2 separate regions of the Mus musculus genome follow, and region 2 is linked to region 1. A link is a contact called in public promoter capture Hi-C data. All regions are on one chromosome and are shown on one strand. The core of a region is the stretch at or near the end of the contact, and the rest is flanking DNA. Distances in the headings are between cores, read along the strand shown.

What was found. Capture Hi-C pulls out chosen DNA fragments and counts their contacts.
Region 2: a promoter capture Hi-C map of adipose tissue shows a contact between it and region 1. The contact joins two enhancer-like sites. A contact is called at or near these places in 6 of 39 promoter capture datasets (embryonic stem cells, liver, neutrophils and 2 more), 1 of 115 datasets of contacts at active chromatin or transcription factors (bone marrow-derived macrophages) and 1 of 9 other capture datasets (adipose tissue).

What each region holds. Positions count from the first base shown.
Region 1 is chr2:72,240,954-72,245,167 of GRCm38.p6, forward strand. It overlaps Rapgef4 (Rap guanine nucleotide exchange factor (GEF) 4), which reads left to right. Exons shown (of 31, transcript NM_001204165.1): 27 at 474-524; 28 at 1,281-1,368; 29 at 1,775-1,839. Among named protein-coding and RNA genes, the nearest start is that of Map3k20, 43 kb to the right of the region's middle. Within about 2 kb of position 2,073, at least 23 of the 459 cell types and tissues checked have an H3K27ac peak or open chromatin away from gene starts, as enhancers often do. A contact at or near this core is called in adipose tissue, where this site is marked.
Region 2 is chr2:72,115,624-72,119,837 of GRCm38.p6, forward strand. The region is part of intron 4 of Rapgef4 (Rap guanine nucleotide exchange factor (GEF) 4); the gene reads left to right. Among named protein-coding and RNA genes, the nearest start is that of Gm29940, 63 kb to the left of the region's middle. Within about 2 kb of position 2,323, at least 82 of the 459 cell types and tissues checked have an H3K27ac peak or open chromatin away from gene starts, as enhancers often do. A contact at or near this core is called in adipose tissue, where this site is marked.

The sequences.
Region 1 (4,214 bases), core at 823-3,322:
CAACCCCCACCTGAGATGAAATGCTAAGAGTGCTGGCCTTGGCTCTATGGACAGTTGAGAGGACCAATCCCTGTGGTGGAGGACTGCCTGTGCACTGTAGGGTACTGAACTAACTTCTCTGGCCACGCCCACTGTATTCAGAAGCACTTCCTATTGCTCCCGCCCCCATCTTCACTCTCCCCCCCCACCCCCCCCACCCCCCCGCAGCTGTGACAACAAAAGTGGCTGCTGGTGTTGCTACCCTTCCCCTGGATTGGCTATGGCCACTACCAAGACACTGGTGGCGCACGCCTTTAATCCTAGCACCTGGGAGGTAGAGGCAGGCAGATTTCTGAGTTCGAGGCCACCCTGGTCTACAGAGTGAGTTCCAGGACAGCCAGAGGAAATGCATTTCCCTTAGAAACAGTAGCACACACTCCATATCTAGATATAGACTCTGACAGATGCGTGTGTCATTTCCATTTTATTAACAGAAACTGCCGAGCAAGTTTAAGAAGTTCTATGCGGAGTTTGAGAGCTTGATGGTAAGTGACAGTAGCTTCTTTTACTCTGCTCACTGTCCGCATTAATCCAATTTCTGATTAGCTCAAGTTCTCATTGCAGAAATTTTATCCGTCCTTGTATGACTTTAAGAAGTTTATGATCCCTTTTAGTGCTGCTAAAACAAGCATGTCTGACTAATGAATGGCCCCCTCAGGAACTAACTTAAAGAGGACTTATGTCCCACATAAGGTCAATTTGTGTAAGTTAGCAAAGCAGTGTGATGGGGTCCCACCTAACACCGCTCAGGTGGCTATGGGTTGGAGCTATGTTTCTTGGCTTGCCAAAATTATGTCTCCCCGTTGTCTGGGAGGTGTTACCAGACAGGAAAGTGGTGACTGGGTCTTGCTGCCGGGCAAGGAACGGTTCAGGGGGCAAGTTAGGACTGGCTATGCCAGAGCATGGGGTAGGGAGCCGAGCTTTGGGAAGGAGGTGGGGCATCGTTGAGTCGGGGATCTGTCCAGGTTTGTTTTACACTGTTTTTTTTTGTATTCAGAGGGATGCCTCCCCTTGGCGCCTGTGGGTGCCTTCAAACCAGAACAGAAATAAACAGCACAGTATTGTCTCACAAGCATGTGAAGTTGTTTTTAAAACAAACCAAACCTGTTTAAATCTGCCTTTCTCCCAGAGTATCTCATCCCCAAAGACACACAGCTGTGGGATGCTTTGTGTGCTGCGGAGGTTAAAAAGGGGGCGTGGCATGTATCACTCGTCACTCAACACTTTTGTTTTCTCCCAAGGATCCTTCCAGAAACCACAGGGCATACAGGCTGACAGCAGCCAAGCTGGAGCCCCCTCTCATCCCTTTCATGCCCTTGCTTATTAAAGGTAATCCGAAGGCACAGCCAGGCCAGGTGGGAGGGGCCAGGCCAGGTGGGAGGGGCCAGGCCAGGCGGGAGGGGCACGCACCAGAAGGTTCTCTGTCTTTCCATCTCCCTGGGCTCCTGCTCTTGGGCCCCAGTCTCTTAAAGGAGTGGGAAGGTGGGAACACAGCGATATGAAAAGCCCATGATTTTGAAGCTTTTGGAGTGAAAAGGGTTTACGGGTAGAGATTTTACTAACCTCAGGTAAAGTGATTTGGAAAGTTAAACACCTAACATAAAAGAAACTATTATCAGCTTTTCCAACTACAATGTTATGCAAATCTACCTGCATATGCTAATGGTGCTATTGTACTTTCTTAGTGTGACATATTTCTGTTAGTGACTAGAATGTGGCTTTTATTTCTTTACAGATATGACATTTACTCATGAGGGGAACAAGACGTTCATTGACAATCTAGTAAACTTTGAAAAAATGGTACGTGCAGTATTATAACCTTAACTACAATGTTTTTTTTTCCTAAAATGAAATTTGCATTTGTACTAATAAGGCAAATAACTTCTGTGTATGCTGCCATGTTACAAAGGTAGTTACACAGAATGGAGTTTTGAAACATTTGGTTCAAATTGGCTCCGTCTTTTGCTGTCAGCTCTCTTTTGTGGAGCTGAATGGTATTTGTGCTGGGGCTCACAGCAGCAGTTGGCTTTTATGCCTTGTGTTTCTGTCCCTCCGCTGCCTGTTGTTAAAACGCACGAACGCTCAAGAGTGACTTCTGTGTTTCTCGTTGTTTTGTAAGGTTTGTGCAGCTAGCTAGACTGCCCCAGGATGCCTTTGAAATGTTTATCTGCCAGGGCCGACTGGAGTGCATGTAGGTAAAGAGGCAGCACTACAGCCGATCTTTATTGTAGGGTATTAATCTAAGAGTGTATTACTTAGTCTCATAAAGTTCACTCAAGTTCAGAGAGGGGACTTGGAGACTTGGAGATCACCATAACGACAACAATAACAATAACAACAATGAAATGCTGGGAACAAATGGGAAGCTGGCACTTTCATATTCCATATTTTCCAGCCCCTTCTCCTCTATCTACCCCACCCCCACCCAGAGAAGAGGGAGTCTGGCAAAGGTACTTCGAAATTTGTTTTCTTATCTCCTGTGAAGCAATAAAGCAGGCCCTGCCAAAGCCTTTCTTTAGCTACACAGTCCATGTCAATGGAATGCCACAGTTTCTCCAAATCCCTGGCCTGTGTGCATCCTGGAGACGGGGAATGGTAGAGCTTCAGTTCCCAGGATGTATACATTTGCCCAAAATTAGGTTTTACAGTGCAAGCGTGTCTCTGGCTTTGGAACTTAGGAGATCTTTAGGGTCAATACCCAGTTCCCTTTGTTCCTCATCTTCTGTGTGAATCTGTTTCCTCAACAAAAAATTGGGGGCTCATCCTGCTTTATTCGTCTCTAGGCAGATGGATGGTCCTGGTGCATGAGTCTTCTTGTAAGTCAGAAAGTACTAGAGAGTTCTTATCAGAGACCTGAAATTCTCGTTGTTGCTTGGAATCAAGCTAGTGTATACATCTGCAGAAGAATTTGAAACACCCTACTGTGCATGGGCTCCAAAGAATTTGAAACACCCTACTGTGCATTGGCTCAGGCTAAACCTCATTCTCTATGAGTTTACAATTAGGTGCACAGTGTTGGCTGGTTAGATCCTACTGTTTTAGACTGAGGAAACAGATATAAACACACACTCCTCAAAGACACTGCACCCATGGGTAAAAATGGTTTCTCAGTGGTTTCTCCCCCCTATACCAAAGGTAGGACATGAACATCCCTGCTATGGTGTCAGTTTGGTGATTTTTTTTTTAATGAAAAGAAATAATTCTTTGCTTACTTGTTAGCATAGAGAATTAAACATTCCCAAGCATTTTCAAGGAAGGGAGGGATTCTGAGCCACTTATGCAGACCTAGAGGCAGCCAAGCCAACCACTGAGCTATAAAATACTCAGACACAGAGATGTGGGACTTAGGATTCCTAGAGTAATAAGATGACTTTATGACCTGAGACTGCTCATATGAACTGTGTGGCCCCGAGCAAGCAAGCAAGGCAGTGCTCACCGTGCCGGCCATCGGATGAGGATTATCTCTGAGTTTCGGCTAAGGATTATCTCTGAGTTTCTAGAGCCATTTTCTCTCCACAGCCTGCAGAGGAAGTCAAGATGACCAGGAGGAGGCTCCTCATGTACCCCAGGATCACAGTAGTGAACTCCTTCCTGTTAGGCAGTCCGGGAGGAGGTCCTAACTGTTCTGCTTTCTGGGTGGCCACGTTTGTTTCGTAGCCACCGAATGGTTTAAGCTAGCATTGTAGCTGTGACACACAAGCCCTAGTCAGTTGGACATCATGATAATTGTTTAGAAACACAGAAAGTTTATTTCTTTTCACTTCAAAGTCTCAAGTGAATATGGTAGCTCCACTCTGAGGAACAGCAAAGGTCCCTGGCTTCGGCTCTCTTCCGATTTCACGCGGTCCATGATGGCCCACCGTCACATCTGCATCCTAGCCCTCATTTGGGGGATCAGTGCGTCTCACTAAAAATCAAGGGTTCTGTTGCTATGCAGGAGAGGGAGAGGAAGATTTTGGGAAAGCACTCTTTGCCCTCTGTGCCAGCAGCTTTCTAAGCTTTATTTTATTTGATAAATCATATTACCAGACAGATTCATTTCAGAAATGTCCTTCCACAAGTTAAGTCTTAGTAGAAAACTAAGTAGAAGTTCAAATCAAAATCGATTTGATTGGCTTTCTAAACCTGACCGATCAACATGACATTATCAGTCAACATTGATCAATTAGTGTCGG
Region 2 (4,214 bases), core at 1,073-3,572, 130 kb before region 1:
TCAGTTCTTACTTTCTCCATGTCCAACCATCTTATAGATGGAAGACATCACACACGGTTGAAAAGGGGATTTGGCAAGGATGCCTGGTAGACATACTTCTGGCTCTTTTGACTCTCTCAGCTGTGCAGTAGAGAGAGTCTTTGGTGGCATGGGGTAGGGGACAGGGTGTCATTAGACACAGTGTGCTGGTGGGAGAGCTATTGGGAGAATTGTTAATACTTTTTCCCCTGGAGGAAGCTGGGCATTTATTGGTAGACTGACCTCTTACAGCGGCAAATGAGGGATAACTGTAGTCTAACCTCTATCTTTCATTTAGAGGCACACTGACTTTTTCATCTCCTTTAGTTTTTTCCTTGTGGAACGTAAGAATATTTCACCATCTCTGATATTGTCTTTGCCTCATCAGTTGAACTAAACACCTTTAAAGTCGTTTTGTGTCCACTACGATCATTGTAGTCGCAACTTGATGACTGGCATGTTACAACCACTTTAATATTCTCCTTTTCCATGGAACACGGAATTGAAAAAAACAGAAAGCGTGTTTTTCAGCAGTTTCCCACATTTATCTGAGTGGTGCTGATTTCATGTTGCTAGAGCCTGCGAGCTGCTGGAAGCTTCACATTTCCTGACTACCTAATGGGAAGTCTTTGATCTGGCGAAGAGCCCAATTGTCCATCTTCCTGGGGCTGGCAACCACTTATGGGGTTATGAGGGTGCGCATTAATCGACTTCCTAGACACCTCTCCACTGGGGGAGAGCCTGCAGACAAGGAAAGGAGTGTGTGAGTGCTGACAAGAAATTCCTGAGATTGGTAGGTGGTTTGAATCTCATTTTAAATACCAGGAAAGCCACATTCATCATCTCGGAGAGCAGATCTGAATGAGAACTTCAAGACGGACATTCTCTGTCAATACTTAACGGAGTTATACTTTACCAGTACAGACACTCATTTTTCCCTTGCTAAAGGGCCGTGAGAGAGAACACATGACACCGGATCCTTTTAAATTAATGGGGTTTTGACATCTTTGGGGCCCATTTTATAAAGAAATCCATTTTTTTTTCTGACTTCTCATCATTCACATTTTGTCAGGCACACTTTTAAGCATCTCAGTGATGTCAGAAAGAAGTCCTGCTTGCTTACAAATAGATTTCAGTGGTTTAGAGCCTGAATCATGTCCTGTTGCTAGAAACGTAGGCAAGCTTTGCTCTCCGTTCATTGGGAGACTTTTCTGATTAGGACGGTGTCCAAGTAACATATGCTCTTCTCCCATGGAGGCCATCACAGTTTGCAGTTCCCACTGAAAGGAGAAGGTCTTAGCAGAGGGCTAGTCTAGACACAGGCATGAGTTATAGTCAAACAGGTGTTTACATAGATCCAGCTCTGTATACACGTCTGATTGTGCTTGATTCGCTTCTTCCTAACACCAATCAGCAAGGAAAGAGATTTAAATACAGATAGGAATTTTATAAGGTTCAGGTCAACCTTAGCAAGGAAACATTTTAGAGAATAGATGCTGTAAGCTTTGCAAAGGAAAAGGCGCTTGAGCACACACGTAATGTGTTTAAAGGACTCTGCGTCCCTGGACTCTGTCTCTCAGACTCTGGGACTGCACTGTGGTGTATGAGACACACATGAGCAGCTACAGAAAGAGAGAGGCCCCGTGCCCCTCCCTTGCTTTGTAGGTACTGCTGAGTCCACCCACGTGCCACCGTAGCAAGCAGCCTCAGGACTGGAAGGCAAGACAGAAGGCAATGCCTGGGTGCTAGACAGCGAGCTGAGAGCATGCAGCTGGACAGCAGGTGTGAACTGACAGCCACCTAGAGGGTTTCAATTCGGACAGCTGAGGTTCTGATGACAGAACTCCGGTTTTGGGTTTTTTGGTGTTTTTTGTTTGTTTGTTTGTTTGTTTTTGGTTTTTTGGTTTTTGGGTTTTTTTTTTTTTTCCTAAGGAAAGCTGCTGGTGACGTTTGTAATGACTCTATTTAAGGACAGGAAGTTTGGGCAGGTTTGATGACAGATAAGAGCCAATGCTCAGAGTCAGAACTTAGGGAACTGGCGACAGCCATTTCCACAATTGTCCCTGGGGACTCCCCGGTGACCTGTGCGACCTCTCCTGGGCCCTGCCCTGCCTAAGGGGACTCAAGCATTTTCTTTGCAAGGAAGTTAGACTTTATCTAAGGGAGACTTATTTTGAAGAATTTTCCTTGGTTGTCCTTTGAAATGTCATTTCCTGCTTCTGCAAACGAGGAAGTGGGTGGAAGGAGGTTAGAGTCTCATCCACTTAGAGCCTAATTTACTGTGGCTTCCTGCTGTCAGCACTCACCACCAGGTTACCCATTCCTTCCTCCACCCAACACGGCTAGCATCTGTAAACCAAGAGAGGTAGCTGGCAATGAATCCGTGAGAAACAGGGAGGGGGTATGTGGAGAATACCACTCCCTTCAAGTCCACTCCCTCCGAGTCATGACATGTGTACAAGAAAGGTCTTATCCCATGATTTCCATCCTTTCTGTCAGGATCAGAAATGGAAAGGAAAGCATGGGACCCTTTGTTAACAATTATTAAGAACCCCAGGACAGCAGCTCCACATTAGTAATCCAGGCCCAGTGCCCCCTCAGTGGTACAGGTTACAGGTCTCACATCCTAGAAGCCAGGCCTGACTTGATCTTTTCTTTGATTTACTCTAAAACCAGTGCTGACCTAGTCTTTATGAGTATTACTGCAACATCTGTCAGATATTAAATTAGGATGTGTCTTCCTGTCTTCTGATTTCTCTCAATCCCTAAATGTGTCGTTTCCACCCTCCTTTCTATTTTCTTCTGCTTCATTTTCTCTTTTTCTGGGTGTACGTGGCACAGTCATGTGTACACATGAGTGCATACATGCTTTCTTGCATGTATGCATTCAGAGACCAGAGATCAAGGTCAGATGTTCTCCTCTGTCATTTTCTACTTTATTATTTTAGATTGAGTGTCCCCCTGAACCTGGAGTTCACTATTTGTCTAGACTGGCTGTCCAGAGATCTCACAGGATCCTTCTGGCTCCATCTACCAGAGCTGGAGCTACACCCAGTTTTCTATGAAGGTTACAGAGATTCGAACTCAGGTCTTTGTGCTTATACAGCAAGTACCTTCCCCACAGAGCTGATTCCCAGAGAGTACTTTACAGACTAATTTCTGCCATTTTTCCCCTTCAACTCATCACCATGGCATCTGTTTCCCTCAAAATTCTGGGACAGTACTGAGCTCAAAGATGCTTGATGGGAAAGTATGGCTGATTACAAGCGAAGAGCCAAAGTCATTGTCATCTGTTTTGCGTGGTGGGATCAGAGGCAGATGAGAGCATGGTAGAAGTGCATGTGTGGCAAGGAGACATGAGTGGGTACCTGACTTCTTTCTCAAATGAGCAGCGCAGTGCGCAGGTTCAGCTAGAAAAACAACGAGAAGAGAGGTAGGCTATCCTTTTTCCAACTGGCATAGAAATTCCTGGTATCAATGAGTACAAGTGGCTTTACTAAACTGACTCAGAGAACATTAAGTAGTAAGTTACTGCCATTTGTAGAGAATCTCAGTTAGGTTGTTCACAGGCATCGGTAGTGGATTCCTCTAGTCTTAATCAAGATGTTCACTGTCACCGGTCGTAGATTCCTCTGGTCTTAGTCAAGGTTACCATTGATGAGATAAAGTGTCATGGCCAACAGCAAGTTGGGGAGGTAAGTATTTATTTGGCTTACAGTTCCTCATCATGGCCTATCAGCTTTGGGTGTTACTGGATATCAGTCGAGGATTCCACCTTTCCCCCTGGCACTCCATCCTTGCAAAGCACTTAGAAGTCTTTAGTTCTTTCGTTCATTGCTCTTTCCATATCAGATCAACAACACAAGACATGGCCACTATCTTAGTTGGAGGTGTGATGGACAGTTTCAGAGAACATTAGCATCCTATCACAGTTATTTGCAGCCTTTGTGTGCCTGCTCTAGGGCCTTTCCTAAGCCACAAGAGATTCCCCAGACTAAACTCAAGATCACCTGGAAACTTGTGGGTAAAGGGGAGCTAGTGTGGACCTTGATAATGACAGATGAGAGTCTGCAGACAAGTTGTCCACAACCCCAGATTTGAAGGCACAAATCTGAGATGCATTAGTTATGGGTCACTTGTGGGCCAGCCAGCTCACTGACAGTCTTCCTATGCCTTTTCTTGTTTCCCTCTTCATG